2 separate regions of the Canis lupus genome follow, and region 1 is linked to region 2. The links are chromatin contacts, called in public Hi-C maps. All regions are on one chromosome and are shown on one strand. The core of a region is the stretch at or near the end of the contact, and the rest is flanking DNA. Distances in the headings are between cores, read along the strand shown.

Region 1 (6,762 bases), core at 4,225-6,724, 440 kb after region 2:
TCAAAATGTCCATTCCAGAACCTGCCTCAACTGAGCTTATCTTCCTTGGGCCAAGGGGACTGGTGTTTGGAAGGGAAGGGATAAAGGAACGCCTGAATTGAAACTGGATTCTTCCAAGGGCTCACCTGAATCTCCAGAATGTTCTGATTTCTTCTCCTTCTCCCTGTTTCTGCCTATGTGGTTATGAAGCAGCCATGTTAAAACCAAAAGCAAAATAAAGAGCAAAGCAAAGCATTAGATCTGGGCATGCAAAGGACTTCCAAGGCCTAAAAAGAAAAGTGGCATATAAACTCACAAAGTATAACTCTCAAGGTACTTTGCCAAGCATAGAGATGTTTAAGACTAGCATCTAATGACCATGACTGTTAGCTGGAGGAAAGGGCCAGACAAGCTCAAAGGAATAAGAGGTATCAAGAGAGGCAGTAGAATGTCACACAAGTCCCTCCAGACCAGCAGACAATAGATTTTAACATTTTAACAGGTCTAGGGCAGGGCATGAAGGAGACATGCATGGTATCTCACTCTGCCAAAAGCAAGGAAGGTGTCAAAGGCTAATGGAATGAAGTCAAAGGAACACACAATCCATCTGAAGGGACCTTCATTTGCCTAAGATTGAACAGTTCAGGCACCAAAATGGATAATGTCTACAATGGACTGAAACATCATAATCATACAAAAACAAAATGAAACAACAGAAAACCCTGCATTTGTCACCATTAGAAGTCACCCAATTCTCTGACAATTGGTAAATAAATGTACAGATTCAAGTGTTTATCCTCCCTTTACTGGATCAGCTGTATATCAGGAAAACCTACTAGTTGCTAAGGAAGTCTTCCTTTATAGAAGAATTCCAGCTAATAGAAGCAAAAAGAATGATAGAATCAGAAAATTCATCAAATGCAAGCACCATGAAACAATGAATGCAGGCAGTGATCATCATGAGATGCTGGAACGACAGTGTTAAAGTTGATGGAGTGCTTTACAATGGAGGGATCAGGCCAGTGCCAGATGTACCTGTAGAATGGTCTTAGCACCACCAGACATGGCCAGGAGCTATTATATGGCCCCCAAAGGGTAGCTACAGCAAATTTTCTTTACCTTTTTTAAAATATTTTATTTATTTATTCATGAGAGAGACAGAGAGAGAGAGAGACAGGGACACAGGGAGAAGGAGAAGCAGGCTCCTTTCAGGGAGCCCAACGTGGGACTCGATCCCAGGACCCTGGGATCACACCCTGAACCGAAGGCACTCAACCGCTGAGCTACCCAGGCGTCCCAGCCACAGCAAATTTCCAGTTTGCCTCCTCCCTGTTCTTCTTGCCTCAAAAGCTGAATCTGAATCTTTGCAAGCCTCTACACCTGACTTCCAGTGTACAGGAAATATAGATAGGGCACCATGGGACATGGATGACACCATAGGAAGTAAGAAAACCAAACATAGAATATTCTAAAGACAATTGATCCACTTTCTCTAAGAAATCAATGGCATTAAAACAAAAAGAGAGCTAAGACTGCTGTAAACCAATAGGGACTTAAGAAACATACAACCAAATGCAATGTGTGGGATTTTAAATCCTGATTCAAACAATCCAGCTATAAAGACACCTTTGAGATAAATGGGGAAGTGAATACCGACAGGTATTAGATGATGTTAAAAGAATCATCATTAATTTTATTAAAGGTATTTTTTTATTTTGTAAAAGATTTTATTTATCTATCTAATATTTAATTAATTTAAAATTATTTAATTTATTATTTAATTTAATAATATTTAATTAATATTATTTAATTTGAAAGAGAGAGCACGAACCAGGGGAGGGGCAGAGGGAGAGAGAGAATCTCAGGCAGGCTCCACACTAAGCGCAAAGCTGGATGCAGGGCTCGATTGCACAACCCAGGGATTGCACAACCTGAGTCAAAATCAAGTCAGGCATTCAACCAACTGAGCTACACAGGTGCCCAGGTTTTTATTTTTTTAATATTCTTATATGATTTAGAGAAGCATGTTAAAGTAGTACAAGAGAAGTGATGTACCTTGGATTTGCTCTGAAACAATCCAGTACAGAAAGAAGGGGGGATAGATAGAACAACACTGGCAAAATGCTGCTCACTGTAGCTGAGTGAGGAGTATCTGCGAGTTCATTATGCTATTCTACTTTTGTATCCACTTGAAATTTTCTGTAACAAAAAGTTAAGAGAAGGCAAAAACTGACCAGTTCTAAACTTGAGCAAGTCAGCTCACCTTTCTGGACTTTGGTTTCCTTATAGATGAAATCAGTTCGTTAAAATAACCAACCCCTGGGGGCACCTGAGTGGCTCAGTCGGTTTAGCGTCTGCCTTTGGCTCAGGTCATGATCTCAGGGTCCTGGCATGGAGCCCTGCATCGGGCTCCCTGATCAGTGGAGAGTCTGCTTCTCCCTCTCCCTTTGCCTCTCCCCCACTCCACTCATGTTCTCTCTTGCTTGCTTTGCTCTCTCTCAAAAAAGTAAATAAATAATCTTAAAAAAAAAAAAAAAAAAAAAAAAAGACGCTTCCAGCCCCTGACTTCTGTGGTTCTTTATCCCCTCTTTGATTTGGGAGCCACTTTTAAATGCCTTTCCAGTTATGTCCATGCAAAGAGGCATCTGTAGTACTGGTTGCATGGGCAGTGTAGGGGCTCTGAGGGAAGGAAGTAGAATGCAGAACTATCTTAGGGTTAAAGGTGATAAACAAGAGTTTATTGGTGTTTTTGTGTTAGCTAGCCAAGGAACTGCAGAAGAGAAGACAGATTCATCTGATGCAACTTCCTTCTTTTTGAATTTTGTTTTTGTTTTTCAGTACATGCTGTTGGTTAATTTCTGTGTGGGAACCTCTCTGCTGAAAGTCTGGACAGGAGGACTGCTTGTTTACCAGTTGGCTTAACAAGGAATAAATGGCTTTCTTTAGCTGGGGTGATGGGGCTGGTTCAACCCCCAAAATTCTTACCCAGTGTTTTTATTTTTTGTTACAAAATCCAAGTGTGTGTGTGTGGGGAATGTTTGCAATGAGGCAAGAGCATCTTGTAAGCAGGGGCAAGCAGAGGGTAAAAAAGTTCTTGATGAGAAGCTATAGATTCTTTATGTTATAAAATGTAGAAATACCAACCTGGCTTCTGGACCTTGTACTTTCTATCAGCTGCTTTGGGTTCGGGGTAATACTAGATTGGGCCAAATGTCAATGGAAGGTACATTTGTAAAAAAAAAAAAAAAAAAAAAAAAAAAGTCACCCTACAAAATAAATTGGAAGTTATTTATATCATGATTACTCAGCAAGCTATAAGGAGATAACTGGATGATCTAGAATTCTTTGATCTTAGAATTCACAACAAAGAGCTTTTTAACTACAACCTAGTTGCAAAGACCCTCAGATTTATATCTCTAGCTTCATCTCTCCTGTGAACTGCAGATCCCTGTAGCCAATTGCTCCTTCAAGATTTCTATTTGGAGGTCCGACAGGGTCCTCAAATCTCACATACCCCCATATGAAGTCATGATGTCCACTACCACCCCTCAACATCCTACTTGTGGTCTCCCCTTTTTGATAGAAGGCAATTCCAGGGGCACCTCGGTAGCTCAGCAGTCGAGCATCTGCCTTCAGCTCCAGTCATGATCCTGGGGTCCTGGCATTGAGTCCTGCATCAGGCTCCCCATGGGGAGCCTGCCGCTCCCTCTGCCTATGTCTCTGCCTCTCTCTGGTGTCTCTCATGAATAATTTTTTTTTTTTTTAAAGGCAACTCCATTCTTTCAGTTGCTCAGGCCAAATCTTAGAGTGACACCTTGACACCTCTTACACTTCCATGCCCCATGTCCAATCCATCAGCAAATCCTGTTGGATGCTTCCCTCAAAGTATTTCTGTTTTCCCTACCTCCTTTGACAGAGTGAATGGGAGTCCCTGACTAGAACTGGATCACTCCCTTGCCTTTAAAGTCACGGCCTCACCATCAGTATCTACCTTGAGAAAATCAGGACCTATCTCTTTCTGACCTTGGTGTCTGCTTTTTCTTGGAACCGCAAGTATCTCAGGGCTCCCTAGACATCTCTCAGCCCTGTGACACTCGTCCTCATGTGACTATCCATTGGCCTTACTGACATTTTCCGGCAGCCCAGCCAACCCCTGAAACCTTCCTTCTTTTTGAATTTTGTTTTTGTTTTTCAGTACATGCTGTTGGTTATTTATTTATTTATTTATTCATTCCACCATGCCTTCTGGAACACTTGGGCAGGTGTCAGCTAAGTGCCCTGTGTCTTCTACCTCTTTTCTAGCTGTCCCTTCATCATCATTCTTTAATCCAGCACTGCCCAATGAAATATAATGTGAGCCACAGGTGTAATTCTAAATTTTCTAGTAGTCACATTAAAATAAGTAGAAAAAAAGCAGGTAAAACTAATATAACATTATATGTCAATTATACTGCAATAATAAAAAAGCAGATAAAATTAATTTAATAATATATTTTATTAGGATGCCCGGGTGGCTCAGTGGTTGAGTGTCTGCCTGTGGCTCAGTCGTGATCCCAGAGTCCCAGGATCGAGTCCCACATCAGGCTCCCTGCATGGAGCCTGCTTCTCTCTCTGCCTGTGTCTCTGCCTCTCTCTCTCTGTCTCTCATAATAAATAAATAAAATATTTTTTAAAAATGTATTTCATCAAACACAATAGATCTAAAATGCAAAAATATATTTTATGTAGTCCAATATATTTCAACAAGAAAAAAGTATAGAAATATTAATGAGATATTTTATATCTTTTTTTCATACTGTCTGAAATCTGATGTGTATTTTACACTTAGGGTATATTTAAATTTGGTTTTTTGATGGTTAAAGTGAAATTTAGTCCTGCCAGAACATTAAAGCTGTGTTTAACAGAAAAAATATTTATAGTGCTTCAATTTTAACTTAATTGGAATTCAATTAAATATTCAGTTGCTCATTTCAAAGTGCTCTGTAGCCATGTGTGGCTGGCATCTGCTATATTAGACTGTGCAGATCTGAGTGAAACCTCATTTTCCCTGCTGCCCTCTCAAGCTTTGGGTCTTTTCTAGACTTTTCGTGTATCTATGGGCCTGAAGGTGGATGAGTATCTTCCTCAACACTCACTGTCCTGGGACATCCTCCCTCGTTTTTACCACAAAGCCTGGGTAGATGCCTCTCTTCCTTGAAGACTTCCCTTCCTGGCTCACTGTCACTTTCTAGAACACTCTCCAGTCATGAGCCTTGGAAATATCAACATCTTTAAATAATATTTCCAACATAAGGGCTTTCAGTTCTCCACCAATGATCTTGTCTGCTCAGCCATTCATTCCCACGGTCATACCCTAGACCTGTTCTGCCCACTGTTGACACCCCTTCAGAACAGAACATGCATCCCTCACTCCTATCACTGTTCCACCTCCTTGTGTGTCCTCCTCCCAACAAGACCACCAGTGCATTGATTCATCCTTAACTACAGCATGCCTCCTGCCTTGTCCAGCTTTAGACAGTCAGTTGTTGAACTCCCTTCCTCACCTGTGCCCCCAGGCCCCACCCTGTCCTGCTTCATCACACCCCTCTGATTACATCCACCTCACTTCCAAGTCTGCATCTTGACCCACACAACTGAACATGCTGGAGAAGGGCAAGCAGCACTTCTACCCAGCTTCCACCACATTCAGCCACTAGCCAGCCTCAGTGGGTCTGCAGGGCTAGGCCCGATATCTAACAGTTCTTCATGCATTTAATCCCTGATTCTCTTAGATGATATTTCACTCTCCTTAGCAAGGTGCAAAAGACTTCCACTTAAATAAATTCATTTTTTTCCCAGATAGATCACTTAGGAAAGTTACACGATACCACATTCTCCTGATTGGAGAAAGAGTTAATGCCCAACCTACAGGGTTAATATGAAGGCTTTATATAGCTTATATAAGCCACATATACCAAGAGTGTGCTATATCAGAAATCAGAGACATTATTTCTAGTGGAAACCCATATGCCAAATACGTTCTGATAGGATTTGGCATTTTCTTTTTTTTTTGTTAATTGTGACATATGACATGTGTGAGTTTTAGGTGTACAATGTGTTGATGTGATACACTTAAATATCCCCAAATGATTACCAGCATAGTGTTAGCTATTACTTCCATCATGTCACATAATTATATTTCTTTTTTTAAAAAGAGATTTAAAAAAAAAGAGAGATTTTTATTCATTTATTCATGAGACACACACACAGAGAAAGACAGAGACCCAGGCAGAAGGAGAAGCAGGCTCCATGCAGGGAGCCGGACGCAGAACTCAATCCCGGGTCTCCAGGATCACGCCCTGGGCCAAAGGCAGGCGCCAAACCCCTGAGCCACCCAGGCTACCCTATATTTCTTTTTTGTGTGAGAACATTTAAGATCTAATCTCTTAGCAACATTCAAGTACATAACATAATACCGTTAACTATACACACACAATGCTATGCATTACATGGGTTTGGCATTTTCAATAATAATAATAATAAGACACGGACTTCTGATTTCCTATTTCTTTATCCTGAACTGAATTTTGTTTCCTTCCCCCAAATGTGCTTGGTGCCTGAGTGCCTGAGTCAGGTGGGTGAGTATGAACTGCCAGGCTTGGAGTGGCCATGGGGAGGCAGGATTCCCCATGGATGTTCTCTGTGCAGGTGAGGTAAAAGTGCATCAAACAGACTTCACCTGTCTCCCTCCTACCTGCCTGCCTACCTGTCTTTTCATCCATTCACCATCCAGTTACTTAAGTA
Region 2 (7,360 bases), core at 1,496-3,995:
AGAGACCACAAGCAGGGGAAGCAGCATGCAGAGGGAGAAGGAGAAGCAGGCTCCCTGCCAAGTAGGGAGGCCAATGTGTAGCTGTATCCCAGGACCCTGGGATCATGACCTGAGCCCAAGGCAGACACTTAACCAACTGAGCCACACAGGAACCCCTACAGTTGATTTTAAATTAATTGACCTGACCCTCTCTTACTTTGCTTTACTCTGATGTCAACTTCAGGTAAAGGATGTCTATGGGACAGACTTAATTCCCTCCATTCTTCATATTATCTTCATATCACAATAAAAATGCCCTTCTGTAGAAAGTTAATCCCTCACTGTCCATTCTTTGGATATCATTTAGAAATGTTCATATTATCTTTAAGAAGTAGTGTATGGAGACACCTGGGTGGCTCAGTAGTTGAAAGTCCGCCTTAGGTTCAGTGCATGATCCCAGGATCCGGGATCCAGTGCTGCATCTGGCTCCCTGCTGGAGCCTGCTTCTCCATCCGCCTATATCTCTGCCTCTCTCTCTTTCTATCTCTCATGAATGAATGAATGAATGAATGAATGAATGAATGAATAAATAAATAAATAAATCTTTAAAAAAAATAGTGTATGAATGAAATGTAGTGTATGAATGAAAAATAGTGTATGAATGAAACTCATATTATAGGAAGCAGTTGCTTCTTTTAATTCATTTTTTTTTTTTTTTGTAGATTTAAAGGAAGTAAGAAAGATGATATTCTGGGAGTTTCATATAATAGGTTGATTAGAATTGATGCAACCACTGGGATTCCAATTACAACTTGGAGATTCACAAATATGAAACAGTGGAACGTAAACTGGGAAATCCGGCAGGTACAGTGAAAGTTTTTGGCATCTTCAGTGTTGAGGCTATAAATGTGTGTTCCATCAGAATTGTAGATTACTCTGTTCGTGTATTTAGAACTCAGAAACCACAAGCATGTGGTAATTGTCTGCTAAAATAATCACATGCAGTTCTGGACAATTTACTAACAGGTATAGGCCAAATGGTTTTGAATTAACACCACAAGTTGGCTTAGTCTCCATATAGACTCTACATACTCTAAAATTGCTGAGCAGTTTGATTAGTTTCCTTCAACTCACCATGGGATTATGTAAGACATAGGCTAGTAATTACTTAGCAGAAATTACGTGAGATGGGACTGTCATCTAAAATGAATCAAAAAAAGCTTCATCTGACTGGCTGTCAAGAGGTCTAACTAGTTGAGGACTCAACAGCTCAACTGCCCACCTGGAGAACATTCCAGTCCCCAAAGGGAAAAACTGGTAAGAGAAGCAAGTGATATGAGCAGGGATGACTGAGAAAAGCCTTGCCTCCTTAGTTAAGGAACCCCCAAAACCTCTGCCTCCTATCAGTTGAACCCTAGGAGCTAAGTTCAAGCCAAGGCTATAGCATGGGAAATTCTAGATCAAGTCAGGGGCACCTTAGCATCCAGCTGATTTAAAACATTCCAATGTTGCTGGTATAGAACCTTGCCTCCTTTTTTTTCTCATTTTTCCAGTAGAAAGCCATCTACCCTAGAGGGATGGTAAGAGACTTCCCTTTTTTTAAAGAACCATGGATTCCTCTCGGCAGGGCTGTTAACCATGTGGGCACTCATCTATAGAATAGAAGCTTGAGATCAGGTGACCTCTATGGCAGTGGCCTTAAAACCTTGTTGCGTATTAGGACCACTTGGGGAGCTGTCACACACCACTGCACTGGCCACACACTAGACTAGTAAAATCCCAATCTCGGGAGGTGGGAGCCTTGGCAGCAATTTTTAAAGGACCACAGGTGATTCCAATGGGCAACCAAGGTTGAGAACCCCTGAAATCTGTTTCTTCTAGTGTTTAGAGTTTATGACTAAACCTTTTATTCTCCATGAAAAAGTCTGTGAAGCACCCTGCCCCTTGAGAGAGGAAATGCTTAGGAAGTTCCTACATCTAAACAAGAGCAGCCAAAAGTATCTCTGTATTGGGAGTTAGAATGTTTTGCTAGGTGTGCAGCAAAGGTAACACCACAAGAGGGCGCAGGGAGCAAAGACTTGTTTTCTGTAAGCATTTAATGGAAATGGTGATTGGGTTGGGTTTCTTGTGGATTTTGTTGGGCGGGTGGCAGCGGAGGGAGATCATCTGTAAGCCACCTATGCAGTCCTCAGCTCTGGGGCCGTAACAGGGCAGTTTTTTCCCCATTTTCCTTACCAGAGTGTGAGTTTACCTGTGCCTTCCTCTTGCAGGTGGCAATTGAATTTGACCAGAATGTCTCCATTGCGTTCACCTGCCTGAGTGCCGATTGCAAAATCGTGCACGAATACATTGGTGGCTACATTTTCTTGTCCACTCGGTCTAAGGACCAGAATGAGACACTCGACGAGGACCTGTTCCACAAGCTAACTGGTGGACAGGAATGAAGCAAAGCAGACCTGCCCACACGCAGAGGGTGAGCCAAATGTGGTCCTCCCTGGACAGATGGCATCGTTGGCTCACACAGTGTGTAGGCTGCAGACTGATGGACAACATATGCTCACCACTGGTCACTCAGATGAAGATCCTCATCTCATTTCAAAACAGACTGCCTAGCATATCCTCTTCCTCTCTTTACCCTGTCCTACCAGTGATGGAAGGGGCCTCAGTTGCCTTTTCTGTAAAACACGTGGGTAGGAGACAGGCTAGTACTCAAAGATTACACCATGGCCCAGCATGTGGCTACAGTTCTATGACTTCAGAACCCACAAGGATATGGCTAGAAGTTACCAGTGTGTTTTTCTGCTTCGTTGCTAAATCAGCAAAAGACAGAAAAGCACATGTAACCAAGGATATATCTTATTCTACAACTCAGGTATAAAAAGTAATTTGTCTTTCCTAACAGAACCACTTTTAGCTCCTATCTTGTGAACATGCAGAGGGAGTCTCCACATACACATATACTTTTTCCCTGGGGGTAGGGAGGGGGAAGATGGAGTTACTGGTACTACCTGGTGACAAAGGGTCAGAGCAGTGGCTTTCAATGTCATCAGCTCACAGTGACTTCTGCAGAAGTGACTACTGACCCATCTGGTCTTGGACATTTGTCCCCTTGGGTCACTTCTGCCACTGTAAGTCCTAGTCCATTCCTGGGGATCCGTCACCCACCTTTAAAGTCTTTCTTGATGACACAGGTGACAGAGGTACAGGGAAATCCATTCCTCACCCAGCTGCATGTCTCAGCTGCTTGTCTTCTAAGCTGGGGCTCCAGAAGATGGGTCCGGTTCTCTCTGTTTATAAAAACCATCCTCCCCACATCTCCAGGCTTACCATGGGGTCTCTATACCAGCTGGTCAGGAAGAGAAGAACAAGCTCATTCTCAAAGACCACCAAGTGCAAGGGCTAACAGTTTCCCCTACTGACTTCTGTCTACATTTTGCAAATCAGGAGCCAGTGATAGACTTCTGTTTTCTCTGCTTTTTTTTTTTTGCTCTGTCATCTCTACCTCAAGACATGAGCATGAGCCATCTCACCTGTCATTTTCTGCTTTAGTTTTTCAGCTTTGGGAGGAGTGGGATTTGAGAAGGAAAGAAGCGATATGGGGGGTAGAGGGAAATATCAGATGGCATTTAATTATGTTTTTATAAACGTTCTGCTGTCACAGAAAGGACTTGGGTTGCCAGGGTAAAGCAGAGGCTCCATCTCCATTTTGAAATCCTTTAGGATACAAAAGCTCTGGGGGCCTGGCCAGAGCTCAGATGCCCCCATTCATCATCTGTTGCTATATTTTCCAACAAAGACATTTGAGAAGAGAGATCTTCACAGCTCCAGGAGCCACATTAAGACAGCCTTGTCTAGGGAACCCCAGGCCCTGAGCTGGAAGCTGTTATTCCTCTTTCAGACTCTCCTTTGAGGTAAATGTTCGTGAAAACCCCCCAGGCACCAAGGTGAGCTTCCAAGGCCTCGTTTAAAGCTTGAAGGCAACTCAGGCCCTTGGAAAATCTGGTCCACATCATAAAGAACTTAGTTTGAAATGTTTTGTATGGAAACTAGTGCTGAGCATACTGTTCAACTTGGTGTTGGTCATTTCTGTGTAGTCTTGGGCTCCATGATTTTTACAACCTAAGTCAGGTCTTTACAAGTATGTCAGACCCTACAACAAAATAATGCTCCTTGATGTCACATTTTACCTATCTCCTACCAAGTACAGCTCTGCATCATTTACCAAAGTTAGACCTCCAGTGTGACCCTCTTAGCTTTTCATGGTTGTCTGACGTTGCCATGAAAACATTCAAAGGAGTTTTAAACCAAACTTTCCGGGGAACATTTCTCCCGTGACTACACTGCCACATCCCAAAGGAATAAACAAGTGTGTCAAGAAAAACCTTAAACGCTGCTATTCCAAAGAGCAACTTGAGGACTTTTTTATATTGGGTGCAAAAGGTCATGTGACTTCATATGATGAAATTTTAAATTAATGTGTGCCTTTCAGCCTCCTATGCTTTCTTAACTACACTAGATGGGGAAATCTGCATTTATTATTATTTTATAGGACTTTTTTAATTAAATGCTTTATATAGATTTCAGTATGGTCTGGTGGTGTCCTCTCCACTCTGCTGTCTCTGAAAAAAGGTGAATATTTTCTCCCCCATGAAAAAGGAATGCAACTTTCAGGCTTAATCCATACTTTTCCTCACAATTCCGAGATTTGAGCTCATTCTTTCCAGTGAGGTTGACCTAGAAACCTCACTTAACCATTCACTTTAATTCCTTTCCCATTGAAGGTATCCCTAGATTCCTGACATGAGCTCTTTTTTCCCAGTACCTTTTGGAAAAAGCACCAGAGAACAAAGAAATATCCATAGGTGGAGGAGCATCAGAGGGCCTCTGATCTGATGGATGAATGTCCAGGACAGTTCTTTGATTTAGTGGTAGATAGTCCATAACAGGCAGTGATGTGCAGTTTATAGATGTGCCTTCATACAAGTCTCACATCAACCCGTTGGAGGACAGGAATGGTTTGCCTTCTTCATTTCACAAAGGAGGAAACAGAATCAGATAGCTGGTGAAGCACTCGCTCTAGGTCACACCACCAGTAAGCAAAACCAGAATTCAAAGCCAGCTTTGTCTTACTAACACTATCCAAAGACACACATTTTTGGCATTTCGGACTTTGTCTTTCCAGCCTTTATACCATCTCGTATGCTGGCTTTTGTTTTTGTATCTTAATATGATATCAATTAAGTCATTCTATATTCATGGAAATTAATTCATGAGATATTTACTGAGAAAAAAAAAGGAGCTATTTAAGTGCTGGCTGAATGCAAAGTATGGGGCCATGATTATTCTGCCCAAAGGCAGCTTAAAACTTCTGATGTGGAATATCATGCCTCCTCTTTTAAAACATTTTCTTTCTCTTTTTTCCCCCCACTTTCACCTATTTCCTTCATCCTCCATCCGCAACATCTGGCAACCATCAATCTATTTCTAGGAGTTTGTTTCTTTTCTTTTTTTAAGATTTTATTTATTCATGAGAGACACAGAGAGAGAGGCAGCAACATAGGCAGAGGGAGAAGCAGGTTCCCCATGGGGAGGCCAATGTGGGACTCGAGCCCAGAACCCCAGGATCACACCCTGAGCCAAAGACAGACCCTCAACCACTGAGCCACCCAGGTGCCCCAGTTTGTTTCTTTTAGATTCCACATATAAGTGAGAATATACAGTATTTGTCTTTTTCTGCCTGACTTATTTCACTTAGCATAATGCCCTCAAGGTCCATCCATGTTGTTGCAAATGGCAGGATTTCCGTCTTTATGGCTGAATAATATTCCACTATATACATACACATATATATTTTTATCCTTTTTTAAGATTTTATTTATTGAGACAGAGAGAGAGAGAGGCAGAGACACAGGCAGAGGGAGAAGCAGGCTCCATGCAGGGAACCCGATGTGGGACTCGATCCCAGGTCTCCAGGATCACACCCCGGGCTGCAGGTGGCGCTAAACCGCTGCACCATCGGGGCTGCCCATATATTTTATCTCTATCCATGTACCCAGCAATAGGTTGTTTCCATATCTTGGCTATTGTGAATAACGCTGCAGTGAACAGGGGGATGCAGATACCTCTTCAAGACAGTGATTGCATCAGCCTGGTCAAAAAGGAAACTGCAGGTGTGCCTGGGTGGCTCAGTTGGTTAAGCATCTGCCTTCAGCTCAGGTCCTGGGATCGAGCCCTGCATCAGGCTCCCTGCTCATCATGGAGTCTGCTTCTCCCTCTCCGTCTGCACCCCCTACTCGTGCTCATGCTCTCTCTCTCAAATAAATAAAATCTTTTAAAAAAAGGGATGGGGGAGGAAACTGGAACAATAACAGAGGAAAACCCAAGCCTCCATCTGAGAGTTGTAGGTCTCCTGTATGTAAAACAAGGGTTTGGATTGCATGATTTCCTAGAGCCCATTGCACTCCAGCATTCTTTGGTTGTGATCCATTTTCCCCCACAGTCAGGTTGAGGTACATCCCCCACTCCTGTGCATCATGCCATGCCTTTCTTCCAAAACTCTGGCATCACTCTGTCAATACTGGCCCATTTTCTAAGTCCGAACACATAGTTCTATAACTCAAATTTCAGAGCAGGTTGACAGGCTGTCATGACAGTCAAATAAGCCCCAGGGGCAAAACAGATACCAGGAGGTTAAATGGTAGTGCCAACCAATGTTAGAGCAAGTTAAATTTTTTTTATTAAGATTTGATTTATTCATTCATGAGAGACACACACACAGAGAGGGAGAAGCAGGCCCCATGCAGGGAGCCTATGCAGGGCCCAATCCTGGAACTGCAGGATTATGCCCTGAGCCAAAGGCAGACGGACGTTCAACTGCTGAGCCACTCAGGTGTCCCAGATCAAGTCAAATCTTGCTTCTGCCCCTGACCAAAGAATATCCTCAAAAATAATAGAGCTTAGAATGCCAACCTGTATTAGGGCTATCACTTGTGCTTCCCATAAGTCCTTTCAATTCAGCCTCTGGGAGAGAGGTGTTGTCAGCCTCACCGTACAAATTAGGAAATGTGGTTGCTGGCAAATGTTTCATACTCTGTGGGTATAAGGGTATAAGGGTTAGCAGGCGGAGACTGGATTTGCCAGTTTCACTGGTCTAAAAACTCCCACCATAGCCAGCATGGCATCAGTGAACACAATTGGGAAGATATCCAAACACCCTGCCCTCTGACAGGGATGAGCCAGCTCTAACACACAGCAGATCTATTGTGCACAGAGAGGTCAAGCAACTTGTCAAGGTCACCAAGCTAGAGTGTGGGAAGCAAGGATTTGAACCCAGACCTTCTGACCTAAGCTGTGCTCTTTACCACTGCTCTTGATAATCCAA

Evidence for each region. A called contact is a pair of places that touch in the nucleus more often than the background predicts.
Region 1: a contact with region 2 is called in a Hi-C map of skin fibroblasts, with 5 times the contacts expected there. The contact joins two enhancer-like sites. A contact is called at or near these places in 4 of 9 Hi-C or Micro-C datasets (amygdala, blood and skin fibroblasts).

Annotation. Positions count from the first base shown.
Region 1 is chr24:16,671,742-16,678,503 of UU_Cfam_GSD_1.0, forward strand. No RefSeq gene overlaps it. Among named protein-coding and RNA genes, the nearest start is that of GPCPD1, 77 kb to the left of the region's middle. Within about 2 kb of position 5,475, at least 2 of the 20 cell types and tissues checked have an H3K27ac peak or open chromatin away from gene starts, as enhancers often do.
Region 2 is chr24:16,229,721-16,237,080 of UU_Cfam_GSD_1.0, forward strand. It overlaps FERMT1 (fermitin family homolog 1), which reads left to right. Exons shown (of 15, transcript XM_038571651.1): 14 at 702-843; 15 at 2,250-4,565. The coding sequence ends at 2,423. All of the region lies in intron 1 of LOC111092063 (a long non-coding RNA gene), which reads right to left. Among named protein-coding and RNA genes, the nearest start is that of LRRN4, 18 kb to the right of the region's middle. Within about 2 kb of position 2,746, at least 3 of the 20 cell types and tissues checked have an H3K27ac peak or open chromatin away from gene starts, as enhancers often do.